Linked DNA regions of Mus musculus: all the other regions are linked to region 3. Evidence: chromatin contacts called from public Hi-C, HiChIP or PLAC-seq and promoter capture Hi-C data. All regions are on one chromosome and are shown on one strand. Each heading gives the region's core, a stretch centred on a gene start, on an enhancer-like site or on the middle of the called end of the contact. The rest is flanking DNA. Distances are from core to core; before and after follow the strand shown.

The links. Promoter capture Hi-C pulls out the DNA fragments that hold promoters and counts their contacts. A called contact is a pair of places that touch in the nucleus more often than the background predicts. HiChIP or PLAC-seq counts read pairs in DNA pulled down with a chosen protein or histone mark.
Region 1: a contact with region 3 is called in a Hi-C map of bone marrow-derived macrophages, with 27 read pairs. The contact joins two enhancer-like sites. A contact is called at or near these places in 1 of 39 promoter capture datasets (liver), 1 of 15 datasets of contacts at CTCF or cohesin (the NIH/3T3 cell line), 10 of 484 Hi-C or Micro-C datasets (the C2C12 cell line, adipose-derived mesenchymal stem cells, bone marrow-derived macrophages and 6 more) and 6 of 115 datasets of contacts at active chromatin or transcription factors (the NIH/3T3 cell line, acute myeloid leukemia, bone marrow-derived macrophages and 2 more).
Region 2: a contact with region 3 is called in a promoter capture Hi-C map of hippocampal neurons, with 3 times the contacts expected there. The contact joins the promoter of Yes1 here to the enhancer-like site in region 3. A contact is called at or near these places in 3 of 39 promoter capture datasets (the 3T3-L1 cell line, hippocampal neurons and liver) and 3 of 115 datasets of contacts at active chromatin or transcription factors (acute myeloid leukemia, pro-B cells and stem cell-derived neural progenitor cells).
Region 4: a contact with region 3 is called in a Hi-C map of bone marrow-derived macrophages, with 23 read pairs. The contact joins two enhancer-like sites. A contact is called at or near these places in 7 of 39 promoter capture datasets (embryonic stem cells, hematopoietic stem and progenitor cells, liver and 2 more), 5 of 15 datasets of contacts at CTCF or cohesin (CD8 T cells, the NIH/3T3 cell line, embryonic stem cells and 1 more), 104 of 484 Hi-C or Micro-C datasets (the 4T1 cell line, the AML12 cell line, B cells and 52 more), 14 of 115 datasets of contacts at active chromatin or transcription factors (T-cell acute lymphoblastic leukemia, acute myeloid leukemia, bone marrow-derived dendritic cells and 9 more) and 1 of 9 other capture datasets (embryonic stem cells).
Region 5: a contact with region 3 is called in a Hi-C map of uterus, with 1.9 times the contacts expected there. The contact joins the promoter of Ppp1cb here to the enhancer-like site in region 3. A contact is called at or near these places in 2 of 39 promoter capture datasets (both in the 3T3-L1 cell line), 4 of 484 Hi-C or Micro-C datasets (cortical neurons, embryonic fibroblasts and uterus), 3 of 115 datasets of contacts at active chromatin or transcription factors (bone marrow-derived macrophages, extraembryonic endoderm stem cells and pancreatic cancer cells) and 1 of 9 other capture datasets (macrophages).
Region 6: a contact with region 3 is called in a BATF HiChIP or PLAC-seq map of CD8 T cells, with 6 read pairs. The contact joins two enhancer-like sites. A contact is called at or near these places in 1 of 15 datasets of contacts at CTCF or cohesin (CD8 T cells), 6 of 484 Hi-C or Micro-C datasets (bone marrow-derived macrophages, embryonic stem cells, muscle stem cells and 2 more) and 6 of 115 datasets of contacts at active chromatin or transcription factors (CD8 T cells, the NIH/3T3 cell line, Th17 cells and 3 more).

What each region holds. Positions count from the first base shown.
Region 1 is chr5:31,881,076-31,884,457 of GRCm38.p6, reverse strand. The region is part of intron 6 of Babam2 (BRISC and BRCA1 A complex member 2); the gene reads right to left. Among named protein-coding and RNA genes, the nearest start is that of Gm52770, 120 kb to the left of the region's middle. Within about 2 kb of position 1,912, at least 76 of the 459 cell types and tissues checked have an H3K27ac peak or open chromatin away from gene starts, as enhancers often do. A contact at or near this core is called in the C2C12 cell line, the NIH/3T3 cell line, acute myeloid leukemia and 3 more, where this site is marked.
Region 2 is chr5:32,609,796-32,613,089 of GRCm38.p6, reverse strand. It overlaps Yes1 (YES proto-oncogene 1, Src family tyrosine kinase), which reads right to left and starts at 1,919. Exons shown (of 12, transcript NM_001205132.1): 1 at 1,715-1,919. It overlaps Gm10461 (collagen alpha-1(II) chain), which reads left to right. Exons shown (of 2, transcript XM_030254958.1): 2 at 1,038-3,294. The coding sequence ends at 1,866.
Region 3 is chr5:32,196,318-32,199,657 of GRCm38.p6, reverse strand. No RefSeq gene overlaps it. Among named protein-coding and RNA genes, the nearest start is that of Gm36732, 13 kb to the right of the region's middle. Within about 2 kb of position 1,752, at least 115 of the 459 cell types and tissues checked have an H3K27ac peak or open chromatin away from gene starts, as enhancers often do. A contact at or near this core is called in the 4T1 cell line, the BV-2 cell line, the C2C12 cell line and 15 more, where this site is marked.
Region 4 is chr5:31,934,444-31,937,702 of GRCm38.p6, reverse strand. The region is part of intron 7 of Babam2 (BRISC and BRCA1 A complex member 2); the gene reads right to left. Among named protein-coding and RNA genes, the nearest start is that of Gm52770, 63 kb to the left of the region's middle. Within about 2 kb of position 1,617, at least 41 of the 459 cell types and tissues checked have an H3K27ac peak or open chromatin away from gene starts, as enhancers often do. A contact at or near this core is called in the 4T1 cell line, the BV-2 cell line, the C2C12 cell line and 6 more, where this site is marked.
Region 5 is chr5:32,457,217-32,460,687 of GRCm38.p6, reverse strand. It overlaps Ppp1cb (protein phosphatase 1 catalytic subunit beta), which reads right to left and starts at 1,718. Exons shown (of 8, transcript NM_172707.3): 1 at 1,281-1,718. The coding sequence starts at 1,332.
Region 6 is chr5:31,730,744-31,734,352 of GRCm38.p6, reverse strand. It overlaps Babam2 (BRISC and BRCA1 A complex member 2), which reads right to left. Exons shown (of 12, transcript NM_144541.1): 3 at 3,310-3,386. Among named protein-coding and RNA genes, the nearest start is that of Babam2, 34 kb to the right of the region's middle. Within about 2 kb of position 1,617, at least 35 of the 459 cell types and tissues checked have an H3K27ac peak or open chromatin away from gene starts, as enhancers often do. A contact at or near this core is called in CD8 T cells, Th17 cells, Th2 cells and 1 more, where this site is marked.

The DNA.
Region 1 (3,382 bases), core at 663-3,162, 320 kb after region 3:
GGGATAGTCTCTGGATAGTCCATCCTTTCATCTTAGCTCCAAACTTTGTCTCTGTAACTCCTTTCATGGACAACAAAGTCCCTATTCTAAGGAGGAATGAAGTATCCACCCATTGGTCTTCCCTCTTCTTGATTTTCTTGTACTAACAAACTTCTAAACAACATTCTATGCGGTTTCCTATGGCTTTCGTATGGCTTTGCTCATCTATGACTTGACTTGTTTGTGACACACTGTCAAATAATGAAGACCCCCACCCCAGAAATGGAAATATTCAGTGAGAGAGAGAGAGAGAGAGAGAGAGAGAGAGAACATGAAATGAGAAAAGTATTCTTTGCTTTCAGTGAGAGTCCTTACAAAGACAGGACAACATAAGTGGACAAAGGCCTACGAAAAGGTTGAAGAACTCACTCAGTCTCTGCGAATACAGAGTCACCTCCTTAGGCTCTTTCTTGTCCAACCCTCACTCTATTATGCCTTTTTTTTTCCTTGAGAGAGATAATGCAAACAGAAGAGTAATGTGTATTCCAAGAAAAGCTTCAAAAGTGGTTTAAAAACCAAAAATAAACAAAGAAACAAAACCATTGAGCAGAGATCTGGCTTTCCCAGCCTGAGGGAAGTTATAAGCACTAACTGCTTTCATACCTCTTTCGATTTCAGGATTTCAATTCCAAACATCTAGAGACAGAGGAACAGCCCAGAAACAAGAAATAAGGGTGTGATGTAACTTTTGTGAACAGCATAGGTATTGAAACCCATATGGATAGATGGTGAAGCGTGGAGCCATGCTATTCAAACTAAGCACCAGCTAGGACATTTGATGCACATTAAAGTCTCAGAAGCACTGGCTAAGACAACTAGCAACTAAAGAAAAGAAAACAGAGGCAAACATAATACAAGGAACTGAAGAGTAACAGGGTGAGCCCTGTGACTTAAGAGAAAAAGCAGGAAGGAGATCACACTGGGCTAGGAGGCTGCATAAAATGAAGACTATGTAAAGTTTAGGAATTGTAAATAAGTATATAGACAACTAAAGAAAAACTGATAAATCAGACTTTATGAAAAAAATCAGGATTAGCAGTAAAACGGCAGGTGAGAGAAAACATCTGAGATATATATATGCATGCACATGTCTCATGTGTGTATGTGTGTGTATGTATGCATGTATGTATGTGTCTTATCGTGTAACTCTGGCTGGCTTTGAACTCACTATGTAGACCAGGCTGATACTGAACTCACAGAGATCTGCTTGCTTCTATCTCCCCAGTGCTGGGACTAAAGATATGTACAACCACACCATCTACACCATATTTTTATCACAAGTTAATATCCAGAACACATACAGAACCCCTGAAACTCAACAAGACAATAAACAATCTGATGTTAAAATGTGCAAAGAATTTGAGTAGACTTTTACCCAAATAAGATGAACAAATGGCCAGTGAGCTCATGAGAAGTTGTTAGTAACCCAAAACACAGTGGGTGCCATCAAACACCCATGAGGACAACTTCTGTATTTAAAAGCAACGGCCCAGAAAATACCAAATACTGGTGAGGATGTGGAGAGACTGGACACCTTCCTTGCTGTTGATGGGAGTTCACTAAAGACAAACTTAGAAAATATGAAGGTAAGAACAGCCTTAGAGGCTGCACCCTATACTCTATGGAGAACTAGAGTCTGCACCTCTCTTGAGTTTGCTCAGAGCAGCCCAGGGCAACAATGGACAGGCTTCCTGGACCTGGCCACCACTTCACCTCGAGCTATTATTATTCTGTTTTATATTAAAAAGAAAAGGCTTGTAACCATTGATTCCAACACCCACAGATTCACAGACACTAAGATAAAGAAAGTGGATTATGCTATGTACAGAGCGAGTGAGTCACAGGGCAGAAACCCAAATCCAGTGTTGCTGACTCCTGCTGCAATGCTTTTCCTCTGCATGATTCTCCTAGTCCAAATTTGCTTTGAAAACTCTTTGTCACGTACTGAGGACCGTGTGAATCAGAAAGGAAATGCAAGGTCCAAAAGAGGAAGAACAGAGCAAAAATGTCCCTGCAGTGAATTATGGAGAGTAGAAATATTCATATGAGGAAAGACTATGATATTAATAGCTCTGTAATGAACCACTATAAATGTTGGACTTAGCAGAGATCTTGAGTAGGTGGATTTGCTAGAACTTTACTAATTATAGAAATGCTGATGCCAGATTTAGAAGTATAAATTGAGTTAGGAGTTCTCATTGGCCTGGATTACTAAAGAATGTTCCTCTCATTTCTAAGCTAATAGGGGCTTGAGATAGATCAATTGATGAACATTTGCAGCTTTGTGCTTATAAAGAAATTCTGAAGAGAAATTGTGACATTTCACGATGCATAACTGATGATAAAAGTAGCAAAGCATTCTTTCAAGTCATAATTCTCCAGGGAAGTTATTAACAGCTTAACGTTTCTAATTCACGCCAGAGTGTGGATTCAAGTTTCTGAGTGAACAAAAGTTTTTACTAAGTAGATATCAAAGAATGAAATTAGGCCAGCAGAAGAGGGGAAGCCCTTATTTGGGTTTCTTGACTCTGTTATTTAATCACATATGGGTAAGGACACAAGAAAATATGCATAGCAATCCAGCTCTCAAAAACTACTAAGAAATGAAACGTGTTAAAATGATAGCAACAGCAACAAACAAGGACAAAAGCAACTTCCCCAAACCTCACCAGAACATCCCAGGCTTTCCCCCATGGAGAGACAGACACACTGCCACAAGCAGGAAGCAAACAAGTAAATGAATGCTAGGTGATCCTGTTGCAGTGAGTATGTGCTTAAATGGAAGGGCAAGGCAGGGATGCTAGCAAAGGGTTGAAGCTGGGGGCTTCAGGAGGCATCAAGGAGGAAGTGATGCAGTGTTGCATGGAGTCAAAAAGGGTAGGAGATTAGAAAGACAGATGCTGAGGCACATACAGGCACAATACTATTCAGGAAGGCTGAAGCACCGGATATTGGGGGAAACTGAAAGAGATGAAGCTGAACAAGTTTAAGAACTAGATCATAAATAACCTTGATGCATCTCAGTTAAGAAACTGGGTTTTTTTTTTTTTTTCAGGGTGATGAGAAAGGAATGACAGAGTAGATACTGATATTAATGGAGTACTTATTGAATCTGGAGACCTTCAGAAACCTGAATACCTTCAGAAGGTTGGAGTGAGGACAGCATGACTGACCTGAGGTGAAGAGGGAGCACTACAGTGGTGCAGAGCATCGAGGACTACACAGAAGGGCATTCTGGCTTCTTTGGTCAACTTAACACAAATTATAGTCACCTAGGAAGAGGAACCTCAACTGAGTAATTGCCTAGATCAGATTGGCCTTGGAGTGTCTGTGGGACTTTTAA
Region 2 (3,294 bases), core at 670-3,169, 410 kb before region 3:
ATATTTCACTACTCTTTTAGCATATTCTTTTATTTATATATGCAATGAAATAAAATTTTATTTGCAAAGACAATGGGTTTTTTTGAGAATTTCTTCAACTAAAAACAATTTTTGACTATATATTAATATTATCCTTTGGCCATGAGATAAATTTCACACCTATCCCAAGAAGACAGGTCAAGGCTGTAATTTCACTTTCAGTTGAACAGAAAGGAGTCAATTTTGTGGTTTGTGAAGTCAGCAAAAACTAGCTACAAAATTAAAGGTATAACATTACCGTAGTTTTATGGCAAAGCACACATTTTAAAAGCTTTTATTTTATCCTGGAAATATGGAATATAAACAGTCTTGTATCTAAGTTTCAATCAAAGGCAATCTTCTCCCTCCCCTAAATTTAGGACCTACTGAAATGTCAACCAGCATCTACATTTTCACTGAGGTTTTGCTGGTATTCAAAAATAAGATATAGCTAAATGCATTTAGCAAGCGGAAAAAATTCCTGAAGAACAACTTTCCTACAGTTGTATTCTCTCTCATATATGTTGCATATAAGAACTTTGGCTTTTAATTTAACACTCCCTATCTGCCCACTCAAAATGTTTCTAGTCCACACCATTGTGCTGGTTAATAGAGGTAGCACACATTTGGCCTTAAATTGAGTCACACATGCACACTTAATAACATTTTCATTAGTGAGTAATTTAAATTTAGAAATTTAACAGGATGTTTAAACTCACTTTCAATTGCCAATTTTGGTCAGTAATTTTACACGAAATACATGAATATACCATACCGAAATATCCTGTGAAATCACATGTAAAAAACACAGCTGTGGAACACACAAGAGAGGTACAAAGTTATGTTTCAACTGCATACTTTTCGTTTATTTACTTTGATAACTGTCATTTCCACTGCTGTTCCAATCACTTATGCAAAGAATAACTACATCAAAACTACGCTATGCCCCATTCACAATCCCTATACCAGAAACGATATTCCCACTTTTTAAAAACAACTCTTTCTCAAGCCCAATAAAGCAAAAGCTGGAAGCAATTATCAAGAAGCAAAACACAAACAAAATTTTCGTTGACACAGGAGGACAGAGAACCGAACTCACGGGGAGGCGGAGTGGCAAGGCACTTAAAAGTGGCCGCTGATTGTAACACGTCCCAACACCCTCAAACCCAAACAAAGGAAAACTTTATAAACAGGTCGTGGTTTGCAATCAAACCAAGTACAACCCGCCGCTCACCCGCTCGCTCCACGAGTTCCACTCCTCGCTCCAGACAGTTGCTGCGGGCGTCCGGCGACACAGACCTCCAGCCGCTAGGACGAGAAGGGGCCGCTGCCCTACCCTCTGGTCCTCATTCGGGAGTGACCCCACGTCCTTTGGGGTGGAGGGTGCAGCGGCGGCACCACATAGGCTGGACCACTATCCGGACTCCCGCAGAATCGGGAAGTACTGGACAGGGCGGAGACCGAGGCACTGGGCAAGCAGGTAGTGAGCCCAGGAGACGAGACACTCACGCCCGCCAGCCAGACCGCGGGAGGGGAGAAGTTTCTCCTCAACTTCCAGACTCCGGGACCAGTAGGCGGACAGCGGCAGGGGCGGCGGCGCCTCGAGAAGCCCGGGAGCAGGAGGGTGGATGCCGAGGCCTAGAGCTGCCCGGTCCGGGTCAGCTGCCTACGTCGCGAGGCCACGCCGCGAGCTTACCTGAGTCCGGCCGCACTCGCACGGGTCGCCGCGGGGAGAAGGCGGCCGGCCGAGGTGGACGCCCGCGGGTCCCTCTCCCTTCTCCACCTCCAGGTCGCGGGGCGCCAGGAGGCAGCGACGGCGGCGCAGCCGGCCCGGGACGCTTTACTTGAGGAGGAGGGAACTCCCGGACGCCCGCACCCCGCGGCCTCCCTCTCTCCTCCTCTCGCCGCCGGCCCCGCCCCTCCGCTCCGGATCGCGCGCGGGGCGGGGGTTGCGGCTACCTGCGCGCGCCCGCTCACCGGAACTCGCGCTCTGCTGTCTGCTGGGAGCGCCTTCCGGCGCGGGAGCTCTGCGCGGGGTCCGCGGGCCGCTGGGAGGCCCGGCCGTGTCGTGCCTGCCGGCCCAACATGGCGCCAGGGGTCAGGCGTGCTCCCGAGGGGGCGTGAGGAGAAAGCAGCAGCGGCATGTGGTTCCCTGCCTTGCCCGCACGCCGACTACCGCAACGGGCGAAGCGGGGCTCCGCCTGGCTCACCGAAACACTGAGGGGTGTGGGGCTTTGTTTTCGGAGGGTGATCGGGGTTGGGGTTCTTTGGAGAAAGGTTGACTGTTCATTTCTCAGCTTTGTGCCTCCGCACCCTTTGTCACTGATAGTAAAATCACAGTCGAACCGCGTGAGCCATCAGGGCAGTGCTGACACCTTGGTTCTCGTCTGGCCGCAGAAGCTTCCTGTTGACTGTAGGTCGAACCAGCCTTGCCGCGCGAGTAGAACCGAACCTGAGTTGTGTTGGCAATTCTCCCAGGAATGGTGGCTCTCACTTAGAGTGGGACAGCATTGTATTTGATCCTCGTAATAGGGAACCCGGACAGGCACTGTGACTCTTCTTGACAGCTATGAAAGCTGACGTTTGGGCCCCTTGAAGTGAAGAAGTCAAGATGAAAGGTTTTTTGTTTGTTTTCCCTCCGAAGGCCTTGCATCGTTTTTTCTGCTTGCCTTGTAGAAAAAGGAAGGGTTTAGGAGGAACTGAGGTACAAGATTGAGAGGGTCAAAAGACAATCTAGAAGTACTCCTGCTAAAGGCACGTCTGCCTTATCACACTCTTAATTTCCCTTTTGTATTTCCTCTTTGGTGGGGTTATTCGAAGTATTAATGTGGGACTGTTGGTTTCCTTTGTGGTTTTCAGAGAAATTCAGCATCATCTTTGACATATCAACTCCGTCAGTAGTCTGGTACTTTAGCAACTTAAATGCACACAGCTTTAAAAAGTTTCTTCAGAGAAAGGAATGGGAATCCACATGAACAACTATGTGTGATGTAGCGCGGTGCTTTATTTTGCCATTGACTGGTGCATTAAGGGGTTTTTTTGTTTTGTTTTGTTTTTTTTTTTTTTTTGTTTTTTTGTTTTTTTGTTTTTCTCTGTATAGCTCTGGCTGTCCTGGAACCCACTTTGTAGACCAGGCTGGCCTCGAACTCAGAAATCCCCCTGCCTCTGCCTACCAAGTGCTAGGATTAAAGGCGTGCGCCACCACCGCCCAGCAAGTTTTTTCTTGAAACTAGAACGTTAGTTACTTGAGCTGTTGCCTTTCTAAACCTACAGATA
Region 3 (3,340 bases), core at 503-3,002:
ATAACTGAGGCACAAAGGGTTCAAACTGCCCAGAGCCACATTGCAGGTGAATGGTAGAGGTTGAGCTCAAACCCAAGCTCTCAGACTCAAGACTGCAGGCGCCTGTGTGTGGCTGGCTGTGCAAGGCTCAAGTGTGAGTGTGTGTAGGCAGGAAGTCTTATGAGGAAGACTGAGGAAGGGGCAGGTGGGAGGAAGAAAGCAAAGCCGCCTGCTATGGTGTGGGGTTCTGGGCTGCTTTAGTGAGCAAAGACCAGGAAGAAGGTCCTCGAGAGGGGCCTGTGACCTCAGTAGGGAACATCTGCAGGAAGTACATGGCCTCAATAAGAATGCCACTCTCAGGCCCAGACAGGCCCAGCTCCTTGCAGCTTCCTCATGGGGCACAGATGCCAAAGATGTGGGCAAACAGGTTTGAGGAATACAAAACCAACTTGAAGCTTTCTCCTCTTCCTCAAACAAGGCACCCAGCCTGAGCCCTCTCTCCTAGACCATAAGAATTCTTTCTAAAGCTGTGCGTCCTCCTCTTGCCTTTGCTAAAGTCCTTACAAGCCTCTGAATCAAACCTACTTACTTACACACACTGTCCCAGCCACCCAGACTCTGCCCCCGAACCCTTGCCCCTGGAAGCCCATGATCTCTGTCAGTCCCTGACTCCTGTCTCTGCCTTTTGAGACCCATATGGGGACCCTATGAGTTCTGTCCTTCCTCTTTCTGTGTCCTGTCCCTGAGGCACCTTCATCTCCTGCTCGATGTCTGAGTTGGTCCTTCTACCCTGGCCTCAGTCACTGGCACCTTCCCTGTAATTGGCAGCTTCAGAGGGTGGGGCTCAAGGCTCTGTACCTGTACCAAACCCCACTTGCTTTTATGAGTGGCACAGCCGCTGGTCATCCTGCACTGATCCCTACCAGAGATCCCCGGGGGACCAGCAGCTTAGCAAAGGCCCTGAGGCTGTCCTACCAGAGGCCTGAGGTTGATGGGGTTAGAGGCCATGAGGAGGAGATGGGGGGCAGAATGTGAAGAGGAAGGCAGGGACAGAGGCTCACCCACACCTGCTGGCCACTCAGCAGGGCAAAGATCACCCCAGTTAGCACTGGGACACAGCTACTGGACAGGAGGACCACTACAAAAGCGGACACAAAAATGCCCTTATCTCAGTGAGAATGAAGTTTCCCTGTCTATCCCCTGTCCTGGCAAGGCCCCAAATTTCCAGAGGGAAGGTGTCTGGACCACTCACAGGCCAGACTGCTGGGTTTACTGCTCATGCCACATGACTGAGCCCCAGAAGCACCCACCTCAGTCCACCCAAAGACCAGATCCCCCCACTCCTGCTTTATCGATAGCTCTGGGTGCAGCTTATCCCATCCGAACAGCTGGAAATGGGCTCCCAGGATGCCGGCAACTCCTAAGAGAGGATAATAGTCAACCACTGACCACATTAGCCAGTGACTTCTTACTCTTTCATGCTCCTGCTAAGCACTTACATGTGTTGTGACTTGGTGACTTCACCAGGCAGTTCCCTGAGATGGTTCTGGAGGCTACCGCGAAATGGTTCTAAGCCTAGACGGGATAACCATATGCTCACCCAGCCTGGAATAGTCCCATCTTACGTCTGTTATCTCAGAATCAGTACTGACAGACTATCGTTCTCATGCTCACATTGGGTGACTGCTCATGGGCCCTGCTCAGAGACAGCATCATGTGGCTGTCCCTAGAGGAGCAACGGGGCCGGAAGAATCAGACACCAGAGGGCAGCAGTGAGCTGTGTTTGTCTGGCTTGTCTCTGGCAAGGCACTGGTCCCATGGTAGGATAGGTGGAGACTAGCTGAGGAAGTGCCCAGACAGCTTCCTTAGAGCTCCAGCTCTGTTCAGGCCTACTACAACCCAGCTGGGTCCATCTCTTCCATCTGCCCAACAGAGAGAGCCCAACTAAACATGAGAGTCCAGGAGGGAAGAGAGACACTAACTAGTCCCAGTCTACCCAGCCTGGCCAGCCTCCTGTCAGGCCCTACTGTGGGCTTCACAGTAGGCTTAGAACACTCTGACTTTGATGAAACATACAGCAGTTCCCACCATGGCACGTGGTTGGAGATGTTTTTAGCCTTACCAATTTTCTCTGTGTAGAGAGATGCCTCTCTCTGCAGTAGGCAGAGATGAGCATCAAGACACAAGGGGGCATCACTTAACGCAGATGACTGTTTTGGCAAAGAAGCAAGTCATTGTATAATAGAAGTCAGAGTGTCAGACAGAACCTCATTCAGACAGACAGACATCTATGCATATGGTAGAGAACAGACTGTCACTTGTTTGTCCAATATGGTTCCAGACGACAACTGTTGTCCTGACCCAATGATTACTAACATCCCACCTCTTGCGGTGTCCCAGTTTGGAGAATCGACTACACAGTGCTGCCTACGAGGCATCAACTATGTGCCAGGGTTGGTGGCAGACCTGGGGGATGGGGAGGGAGATGATGTCCCAACTGCCACTCTCCAGGACTCACTGTTGCTGCTTGAGGACACAGACTGGGAAAGGAATGGAGAAGGTGGGGATGGTCACACTGCTAGAGGTCCCCTCAAGAACCTGCCAAGAAACATCTATGGATAGATCTATCTTTCTTGGTTTATTCAGAATTTTTAATATTTTAATATTTTTCCAGCTTTATAAGCTGCTTTAAAAAAAACCCAAAACAATTCACTATGTAGCTCATAGCAATTCTCCTGCCTCAGGCTCCCAAACACTTGGTTTTTTTTTTTTTTTTTTTAATTGCATGTATCTATTTGTCTCTGTGTATGCTGGGCAAACAGGTGTATGTTCTCTACATTCTGTATAGGGGTACACCTACAGATGAAGGTCAGAGGGGCAACTTGTGGGAACTGGATCTCTCCTTCTACCATGTGGGTCTCTTGCTCAGATTCAGGTGGTCCAGCTTAGTGGTAAGTGCCATCATAGGCTGAGCCGTCTAGTCAACACAAGCTGGATCATTACAGGCGTGTGCTGTGCGCTGCTACAAGTGGTGCTAATCCATTTTCTGGTGTGTGTGTGTGTGTGTGTGTGTGTGTGTGTGTGTGTGTGTGTGTGCCTATCCTAGAACCAGGGATGCTTTCGAGGTGCAGGTGTCTTAATGCCAAATCCCTTACCAGCAAGCCCACAATCCACTCTTCCAAGCCCCTGCCTTGTCTGTAAGCCTCCTTCTGAGTTAGATCCTCTCTGTGTCCTGCTCAGTTAACTTGAGGGCACCCTCTGGTGGGCAGCAAAGTCTCCTTGTCCCTCCGCCAATGTTACAGGGGAACTTTGTCCTGCTTCTCAGCAGAGCATGGCCTGACCCCATCCCACGATATCCTGG
Region 4 (3,259 bases), core at 368-2,867, 260 kb after region 3:
TGGATTCATCATCAATAATAAGAAAGATAGTGGCACCTATGATATAGAAATACAGATTAATAACACCACAAGGAAAAAATTAACATATAATCACCACAACTGTCTGTTTAACAGGTAGCACAGACTTTATTATTTTGGAACATAGGGTAAAATAAATCTTGGCCACAAGGAGTGCCATCCAAAAGGACTTAGTAAATTTCATTAAGACATATATTTCTAAGTAACTTGTAATTAGACATATAGGGTTTTTAATAATTATATTTCTGAGGTTTGTAAATGTTACTTTTGTTATTCTACTTACTCTCTATAAACTGACCCACTGTTCATTGGTTCCCTTCTTTATGACAAATCAGTTTCTATCTGTCTCTGTCTGTCTGTCTCTAGCCCCTCCCCGCTTCTCTCTTGGTTCTCAAGCTGGGCCAGAAACTGGAACTCATGACCCCTGGCCTTACCCTCCTGAGTTTGGAATTACAGGCATATGCCACCATATACTTTAGTGTTATGTTACTAGTGGGAATATTCAGTCGGAATTATTCACTTGCATTTATTCATGTAATCAGACTTAAGGAATTATATAAATAAAATCCAACTTTGCTACAAAGCTAGCCAATTCCTGAGGAGTTTAAGTTTTCCAGCATTCTACCCATGACCCCTTTCACTTTTCACTGCTATTGGCAATGAATCAGTTCAGACCTAACCTACAGAATACCAAATCTACACTCACACTCAGACTCTTTCCAAGTGTCATTATACATTTCCTCCTGTCTCTAGGACTTCCGCCTAGAAGGAGGTACTTTCAAGTCACTGAGAGAGATGGTGCATGCAAAGGGCCAACTGAAGCTGAACACAGAGCTAAAGAAACAAACCAGAGGCAGAGACACCACAGGCCTGACAACAGTGGGCTGGCATTGTGTAGCCCAGGACTTGAACTCGAGTGAACTGCAGCTGCAGGGATGACTCCCTGTGGAAACGTGCCCAGAGGAGAAGGATGCAGTCATGGCCATACCAGCTAGTGTGAAGCAGGGACAGAGACAACGGGAAACTATCACTCCTGCTGCAGAACTCAAGCAAGGGCCAGCAGCAAGAAAATTCACCTGGATACCACCCAAGTAGCTCAGCTACCCAAGGTAAAACCAGAAACAGACAGATCTAAATCTAAATGTGCTGTTTGGGGTTCTGCTCCTCTCTACTCTCCCAAAGGTGTCTTCTCTATGGTATTCACTATTTTGGTTAAAAGGGTATCTTACAAGTATAATCCCTCAGCAGCCTAGAACGTTGCCTCAGCACCTTAGTCCTGTTTCCTCTTCCTCATAACTGTCCATCCCAAGCCAGCACCCTCTACATAACCATATTTATAAATCACAATTTTTAAAAAAAGATTTTATTTATTATTATACACAAGTACACTGTAGCTGTTTTCAGATGCGCCAGAAGAGGGCTTCAGGTCTCATTATGGGTGGTTGTGAGTCACCATGTGGTTGCCGGGATTTGAAATCAGGACCTTTGGAAGAGCAGTCAGTGCTCTTACCCGCTGAGTCATCTCTCCAGCCCCCTATAAATCACAATGTTGAGTGTATCCATTTTTTTCAAGGCTCCTATAACTAAGTGCACACAGACTGAGTCACTGAACACAGAAGTGCACTTCCTGGTTTAGAGGTAAAGTGCTGGCTGCTGAGTCTCTTCTCAGCATGCTTTCATAGACTTCTCCCTCTGCCTCTCATCTTCCTTTTCTGGTAAGGACCCCAGCCCTACTGACTAAAACACTCCTAAACAACGTCAATTTAACTTAACATCCACTGAAAGGACCCATCTCCAATACAGTCACTTTCTGAGGTCTTGGGGATGGGACCAGAGCATATGGATTTTAAGCAAATACAACTGAGCCTATGACATTGAGTGTGTGACTCACTCATTTTAAACACATTGAGTGTGTGTTTAAAAGTTGTCATTGCTCGTACCTTCTCTTTTCTGAAAGATATATGTGTGTGTGTATATATGCATATATAATATATATGTATATTATATATATGAATGATTTTTAAGCCTTATTTGCAAAATAAGTGAGCTAGGCTGCTGCCCACCTTGAGTTCTCAGCTTTACCTTCATCATTTCTTATATCCTAGTTACTGGCCTCTCTGGACCATTTACCATTTTGCAAACACATCTTCCATATATGCTGTTCTATGTCTAGAATAAACACATGTCAAATAGTCTGGGAAGGTATTTTTGATGCCTGAGGCAGAGCCAATTACACTCTTGCCATTCTTCAAAGAACTTTGAACTCTACTATTATAGTGTGCATCACCTTGAATTGTAATTAATCCTTTATATGCCTTTCTCCCTCACTACAATGGGAATTCCTTGAAGGCCAAGACCACGTCTGGTTTTACTTATTGCTGACTCCTTTGTACCCAGAGCTGTACCTGGTACACAGCAGGAGCTAAATATATATGTGTATTTCTTGAACAAAGGAAATGAAAAAGTAAGTGAACACATGAACAAAAGAGAGACAGAAGAAAGGGTTTGACTTAGTATTTAATAGCTAGGACGGTGGCACGGAACGCACCGAACTTAAGCACAGGCTTCAGAGCGGCCTGGCTGCATAAAGTACTGACTGAGCCACAGGGAGAACAGATACAATGAAGGGATCTGGAGTTGTTTACTTGAAGGAAAGTCATAGAAGCAGATTATCTTTGGGGTAAGAAGGAAATGGGTTGAGAAAAAGCCTATAAACTTCTTGGAAGCCAGTGCACCAACACACATGTGACAAGGCGAGCTGAGCTGTACTCAGATCCAAGAACAAAAGGTTCCCAGTTTAAGCTATGGAAGGGTCCATTCCAGAGAGCAGCTGGGCAGAACTTCCTCACATGAAGACTTCTTAATGTATGGGAAAAAGAAAGAGCAAAACAAAACAAGCAAGAGCAGCAAAAGGGGATAATTAGTGTAAACAGTTTAAGGTTTCTTTTTCTTCCTTTTTTCTGTAATGCACTAGACAAACCCCAAGAAGAGGGGAAGCGTTGTGGGATAAACATCTGTTCACTGAAACCTGACAGAGCCCTTCACAGGCTCTGTGGCCTGTGCGTGTCCTTATGTGCCCGAGGTTGCTATTTGTGCTTCCATGGCCTGGACAGCTCAGAAAGTGGCCTGTAGCAGGCCAGAGCACACTTGCTCACTCCAGCAGGGCTGTGGGGGCAACTTTCTCTGCCTTGTGTTTGATATAACAGAAACCACATAGAAAAGCAAATACCAAGTATCTGTG
Region 5 (3,471 bases), core at 469-2,968, 260 kb before region 3:
TCACAGACCCAGCAAGATGTTTCTATCAATTAAAGACCACAAAATCCCAAGCAGTAAACACAGCAAGCACCAGGGGGCCTCCCAGGAATAACTTGATACTAAAGGAGAAGGTAAATAAGAAAGAGTTCCTGGTAAAAGTTCTGCCTTTTTCTCAGCCTTAAGGCTGCTGGAAAGCTTTTACATCTGGAGCATATAAACAGAGTTGTTTTGTTGTTGTTGTTGTTTTAAACAGAGAATAAATACTTCGTACTTTAACTAGTTAAAGAAAAGTCACCCCTCTCCACGCTCTTTGGTAAAATTCCAAACACAAACAGCTTCGCTGTAGTAAACACACGCATTCATTAGGAGGCTGACAAAAAGGACTCTTAACCACTCAAAAACGCAATTCTTTTTTACACACTCCACAATTAGTGACGACGCAAATTTTATAGCGTAAAAGGGTTCTTTTGACCAAGACCCGCCTTTAACTTCGAACAGTATCCCCCAACGGACCAATACATTTAACTACTGGCCTCTCCATCTCCTCTTTTCTCCTTATGTTCCCACCAACACAAAACTAATCGATAAAAGCATAAGAACCCGGAACTTCAAATGCTGAGAACACTTGTAAAATACCTTTTAAGCTCAAGAGATTATTCACAACAGACATTTGCTAAGTTTGTGCAGAAATTAAACTCGGCTCAAACATGTTTAAAAAAAAAAAAAAGCCCCCAAATCAACCCCTTCAGCACATGTATCCGGGCGTTTCGTATTTCTAACGGACGTCTTTAACCTGATTCAGGATTTTTACTGTTTTTTTATACTCCAGATAATAAATGGTAAACTAGTCATCGTATCCTCTCCCTAATTCTTTCTAGAGCATCCAGTAAAATGCAAACGATCCGAGAGCCTTACTGGGAAGGTTTTATGTAAAATTCACTACCGGAACGACCATCGGAGGCTGCCAAGGGCAACGCACAAAGAGAACCGAGAAATACACATTCCACGGACACACAAAGCCCAGCGGCAGGCATCCTCGCCCCTTCTTCGGAACGGTCTGCAGAGGCCAGCACAGCGGCCAAGCGGAGCCCGGCCGCCTCTCGGGAAGACTGTACCAGCCGATGGGCCTCCGGCCTCGCTCGGCCCGGCCTCCCCGCCTGCCCGCCCGCCAGCCCGCGCTCCTGGCCTCCTGGGGCACCCGGCCCGCCCGCCCGCCCGCCCGCCTGCCCTCCTCTCCGACCTCAGCTCGAGCGGGAAGGGCCCCGCGGCCGGGTGGGGAGACGAGCCGGCGCCGCACTCACCCTCCAGCAGGCGGGTGATGAGGCTGTCCACGTTCAGCTCCCCGTCCGCCATCTTGTCGGCACCAGACTCTCCTCCCTAAAGCGTTAACAGGGCTTCTCGGCGGCGGCGGCGGCTCGGCGTTCTCACCTACGAGTCACGCGGCGTTTCGACCCCGGCTCCAACTCCCCCCGGGCGCGGGCCCTCCCCCCACCCCCTCCCCGCCGAGCAGCGACAGCGCGCGCACACGCTGGCGGCGCCCACTGGAAATAAATAAATAAACAAGCAGGCCCCCAGGAACCGGGCCGCGTCAGGAACCGGGCCGCGTCAGACCCCAGCCGCCACCGCCTCCTCCACCTCCTCCTCGGCACCGCCCAGCTCCGCAAAGCTCGGCAGCGCCACGGACAGCCCCGCCCTCAGCGTCACTCCCTCCCCTCCGCCCTTGCGGGCCGCCTAGCCGCGCCGAACTGCGCGCACGCGCGCCACGTCCCCTTCCTGCCTCTCCAGCTCCCCGCCCTCCCCTCCGCGGTTGCTAACGCGCAGGAGCGATTCCCTCTCTCAGGCGTTCCACTGCAACGAACAGTCGCCACTACGCAGGCGCAGGGCGGAGCCTGCCTTGCTTGTGAACGCAGAGCCGGCGTAGGCTGGAATGACCTTCCTTCCCTGCTCCCCAGGGCCTGGTGGTTCCGCAGAGTTAACTATTGCGTTCTTCCCGCCTTGCTTTTCTTTTCTAGGTTTCAGTCACTGGTTTTCAAAACAATTGCTCGTATTTCCGCTAACCCGGAAACGTGGGTTTCAGTTGCCTATGTTGGAAACCCAGGTGTGCTGGAGATAAGAGACTTCTCTGTTGAAAAAGATTGACATTGCAGATCAAGGGCTCTGTATCACATCACCAGAGTCGCTGATTCGCCAGGTGACCCTAGAAGAAACAGGATTCAAAGTGGGCCTCAGTCAACAGCAATAAGATTTTACACGCTCCCGACATCTCCATACACTCAGGATACCACTTTTCTATAGTTCTTTTCTGTTCATTGATTTCTTATATTGCTTAATTCTCTTATCTTGTGATTTTTAAACATTTCTCTACTGCACTCGGTTCCTAGAGGATAAAAATCACATTTACCGGGCATAAGAGACCTGTAATCCCTACAACTGGGAGATGGAGGCAGAAGATCCAGAAGCCCAAGGTCATCTTCAGCTACATAATAAATGCTTGCAGTTGGGATAAATTAAAAACAAATACAGGGACTGAAGAGATGATTCAGAGGTTAGGAGCACTGCCTGTTTTTTTGCAGAGGACATGGGTTCAATTCCCAGCACCCACATGGTTACAACTATCTATCTGTAATTTTGATTCTGATAAAAATAAAATAAAAAGAAAAGGACATGATTGCTTCTAGGTATGATGAAGAAAAAGGTTTATTAGAGATAAATGGGAGAACATAGTTGGGAGGAAAGACATCTGGGAATATTCAGAGCGAGCATGACTCTGAGGGGGAGGGAAAGAGAAGATTAGGGCAGGGAGTGTGCATGCCATACATACCCTGTAACAGGTAGGAATGGCTGAGAGAACCTGGGTCCAGTAACCACTTTCACATGTTAAATAAGTACCTCTGTCATTTGTCCCAGGTTTGAGACCTAACAGTTCCAGGGCATCTGATGCCCTCTCGGTCCTCTCTATGGGCACTATACATAGTACACAAACATACATGCAGACAAAGCACTCATATGCATAAAAATACTTTTTAAAAGTAAAGAAGGAAATAGAAAAAAAAAAAAGGAAACCAAGCATGGGAAAGATCAGATTAAACCAGGGGCTTTATTTCCAAAATGCACGCTGGAAGATTCTGTTAACTTGAAAAAGATGGGCTAAAAAGTTGACTCTCTGCTTTCTAGAAACTAAGAAACTGAAACACCAGTTACAAATGGAGGTAGATATTTTGATGCCATTTCTCCAAATCTATCTCTTCCATGACTTTAAGAATTCAGAATACTTGGGAATGCTTATGTAGATGTCTTATGTTTTTATGGGCCCTATAAGTCCCAAGGAAAAGAACTTTTAAGTCTTATCCACAACTAAAGTTCAATTATATGCAGACATGCTAAAAAGGGTACCCCCGTCCAATGGGACTACAAAGAGAAAAAGTGATCATTGAAAAGAGAGTTGCTGTAAACAGGACACAATTCAGTCCGACAGAATTATGGGTTCAAGGA
Region 6 (3,609 bases), core at 368-2,867, 470 kb after region 3:
GTGTGTGCCTGTGATGGTTTGTGTGTGATGATGTGTATACAAGGCACGCATCTGGAGGTCAGAGGACAACTCATGGGACTCAGTTCTTGAACTGGTTAGCAGGGATTTTATTTAATCTTATTGTTCAAAGATTTTTATTTTCAATTGCAACTATACATGTGCATGTATATGTACATGCAGGTGCCTTCACAGTCCAGAAGAAAGGATCAGATCTCATGGAACTGAACTTGCAGACAGCTGTGTGCTGCCTGACATGGGTTCTAGGGACCAAACTCAGGGTTCTCTACAAGAACAAAACAGTTTGTTTTCTTAACTGCTGAGCCATCTCTTCAACCTCTTGGCTAGTTTTAATTGCACCCTAGAGTCATCTGAGAGGAGCCTTGGCTGAGGAATTGCCTAGAAGGAGACTGGCCTGTGTGCATGCCTGTAGAGGACTGTCTTGATTATTAACTGATCCAGGAAGGCTTTGGTCACAGTGTTTTATCACAGCAATCGAAAGGAAACTAGAACAGTTCTCTCCTTCTAACCAGGTAGATTGCAGGGATTGAATTCAGGTTGTTAGGCTTGTCAGCAAGCACCTTTAACTGCTGAATCATCTCATTGGTCCCAGAAGTATTTTAGATCTCCAATTTTTGTTATTTGAAAGACTGTAACAGATACTGCAGTCATACAGTAAGAACAAGATATCTGAAAGGGAAACAAAAAGGAAGAAAGACCTTAAGAAAGATACCTAATTTTAATGGAGGTAATAAAAAAATGTTGGGCCAAGATACAGAAGAGAGAAGAACAAAAATCTGGGGAAGTTATTTGAGCCTGGTTTCCAATAACCTAAGCAAGTAGCCAGTTTCCTAAAAAACCATCCAGTAATGTACAGAATTGTTACTATTAGGCCCACAAAAGAAGGTAAAATCTAATGATATTTAATGCAGAAGCAGGCCTATCAAGCCACTGTGTAATTTATGAACAATGCCCTGGAAACAATTATAGACAACAAATTATTAATCTTAAGAATGCAAAGGGGAAAACAGAAGACACATAAAAACAGTGCAGGAAAATGCAAGAGAAAAAGAAAGAAGCAGAGGCTAATCTTATCCTGTGAAGTGTGAAGCCAAAAGACATTATCTGTGGTTCATAGGACTCCAGATAGATGAAATATCCATCACGACTGCACAGAGATCGTCCTAGCTGATAACAAAGCTGAGTCATGCACTTATCAAGAACTCTGGGGGACTGTTCATTGAATTGTATGATACAGTGTTAAAAGTGACCCTGGAGGGGAGGTATGGAAGGGGTTGTCATGGACTTGTTCCTTGGGAAAGTTTGTCTCTAACCTTTGTAAGGCCCTGAAATTTGATCCCCAGCACAAGAAAAAAGAACAAAGGTTTAAGCTACAAGGTAAAGAACTCGGGAACCAATAGCAGTGATGTGGTTTTATTAAAGAGGAAGAGAGAGGTAAGGGGGATGGTGAAAATAGGCTGATGCCCCTATAAGAGGGCAGGAAGTCAAAAGATAACATCTATAGCTGGCCAGTCAGGAAAGAGGCAGTGTAGTACTGAGAGAACTGGGAATCCTCAAAAGAACTAAACTGAAACCATTTCTTAAAACTATAATGGTTTACTCAGAAAAAAGGAGTAGGAGGGGGAAACATGGGACAGTGCTTCCTTCTGTGTGTAACCTCAGCACTATCTCCACTTCATCTACCAGTGACTTACTTGGATCATTTCTGTTCAATTTAGTTAGTAATTTCTTTTTGGAAAAAAAAAAAAAGTAGCAATCTAATCCTGTCACTATTTTGTACTTTTGTGGTTTCCTGAGAATGGTCTAATAATGCAAGGGTAACAAATGACCTTGGACTGAATGTCTCATTTAACGTTGCACTTGGTAAATTAATACAAAGCAATCTAGAGAGTATCGAGATGTGGTACCTCCCAGTTAATGATGGTAAAACACACAGTCACTACTCCAAAAAGAGTTTATCTACCCATTCCACCCATCATATTGTGTGTGTGTGTGTGTGTGTGTGTGTGTGTGTGTGTGTGTGTGTGTTCATCCTAAGCCCCAGGTACCTTCTTGTCTCTGTGTCCCCACACTGGAATTATAAGCATCTGCCCCTGCCAAGCCTTTCTCTGTGTAAATTTGGGGATTAAACCCAGGTCCTTTTACCTTGAAAGCACAGTATGGCTTGTGCCATCTCCCTCATCCATCCATCTGATCTTTAATAACCACATTTTTTATTCCTCTTTTTTACAAATAGGTAGATTTTAATACCCTGTTCACAAGGCTAGGTTTAAGAAAGAAAATGCCAAGTGCAATTACTGACACTAACAAAGCAAAGCTATTATCACTTTCACAGTAGGCAAGAGGTTCAGTGCTGTGATGGTGACAGAGAAGGGCTAATACAGCATAGACAGATGCTATGGATGCTGGCCTGCAGCCCAAGCATGTACCTCGTACACCATCCAGGCAGTGATGGAAGCCCACAGTGCAAAAACTCAGGCTACTCTTTACACAGACTCAATTTACCTGAATAACAAATATCCTTAATTTTGGAAAGATAGACAACATTTAAAACTGATTTAAAAAAAAAAAAAGATGTAAAATGGCTGACTTCCACTCTCTGAGTCAATAGAAGGAGTTTCCACAGAGACTGTGTGTTCTAAGAATCTGCCATACTCCATCTGCTTTCCTTACTTATATTATCACTCTGGTCCTTGCAGGCCATTAACATTTCTAACTCTTGTTCACATACCCCATGCCCAGAACACTAGAGTAAGGGCTAACAATGGGTTTTGACAGCAGTGGGGATATTAGCCATTCCTACCTTAAAAAAAACTATTACTAAGTAGGCATTTTAAGTGGTACATCTTTTTTCATTCTTACTTTTTTTTTTTTTTTTTTTTTTTACTTTATTGAGTGCAGGGCACATCACACATGTGGAAATCAGAAGACAATATACAAGATTCAGTTCTCTTCTTCCTCTGGGTCCAGGAATGGAACTCAGGTTGTCAGGATTGGTGGGAGGTGTCCTTACCCACTCACTGAACCATCTTGCAGGCACAAAGCAATAAGCCTCTTTATGGGATATTATCTTAGAGCTACCTCTAAGAAAAAAATACATACATATGCACTACTATGTTTCTGCACAGGCCTATTCCTCTACAACCTAAATTGAGCTAGCTACCGAACCAGGACCGGATGGCAGATAACATAGCAGTAACTGTTAGTAGACAGGATCAGAGATTGCTCTGAACAGCCAGAAGTAAAATCTAAAGCACAACTTGCAATCGTTGGTGGTCACCACCTACTCACATTTTAACGTCTCCCCAGCGTACGGGATGTGCAGTTTGAAGCGGTCACAGTTGGGTCCAGGAGTCAATGATGTACAGCTTCAGCAACCCAGGGGAGGGAAAAATAAGATTTTTTAAGAACAAAATTGAAAGTCCCCCATATTTATGACACTTAATAACGTAAATAAAAAGTAATTTTTATACATAAAAGAATTAATGAAGAAAATGAAAGCCATGACTGCTCATGGAGTCCAAGACAATAAATGAGCCTTGATCTGAGATAAATTATATATCTTGTAAGAAAATGTCTATGCCTTCTAAC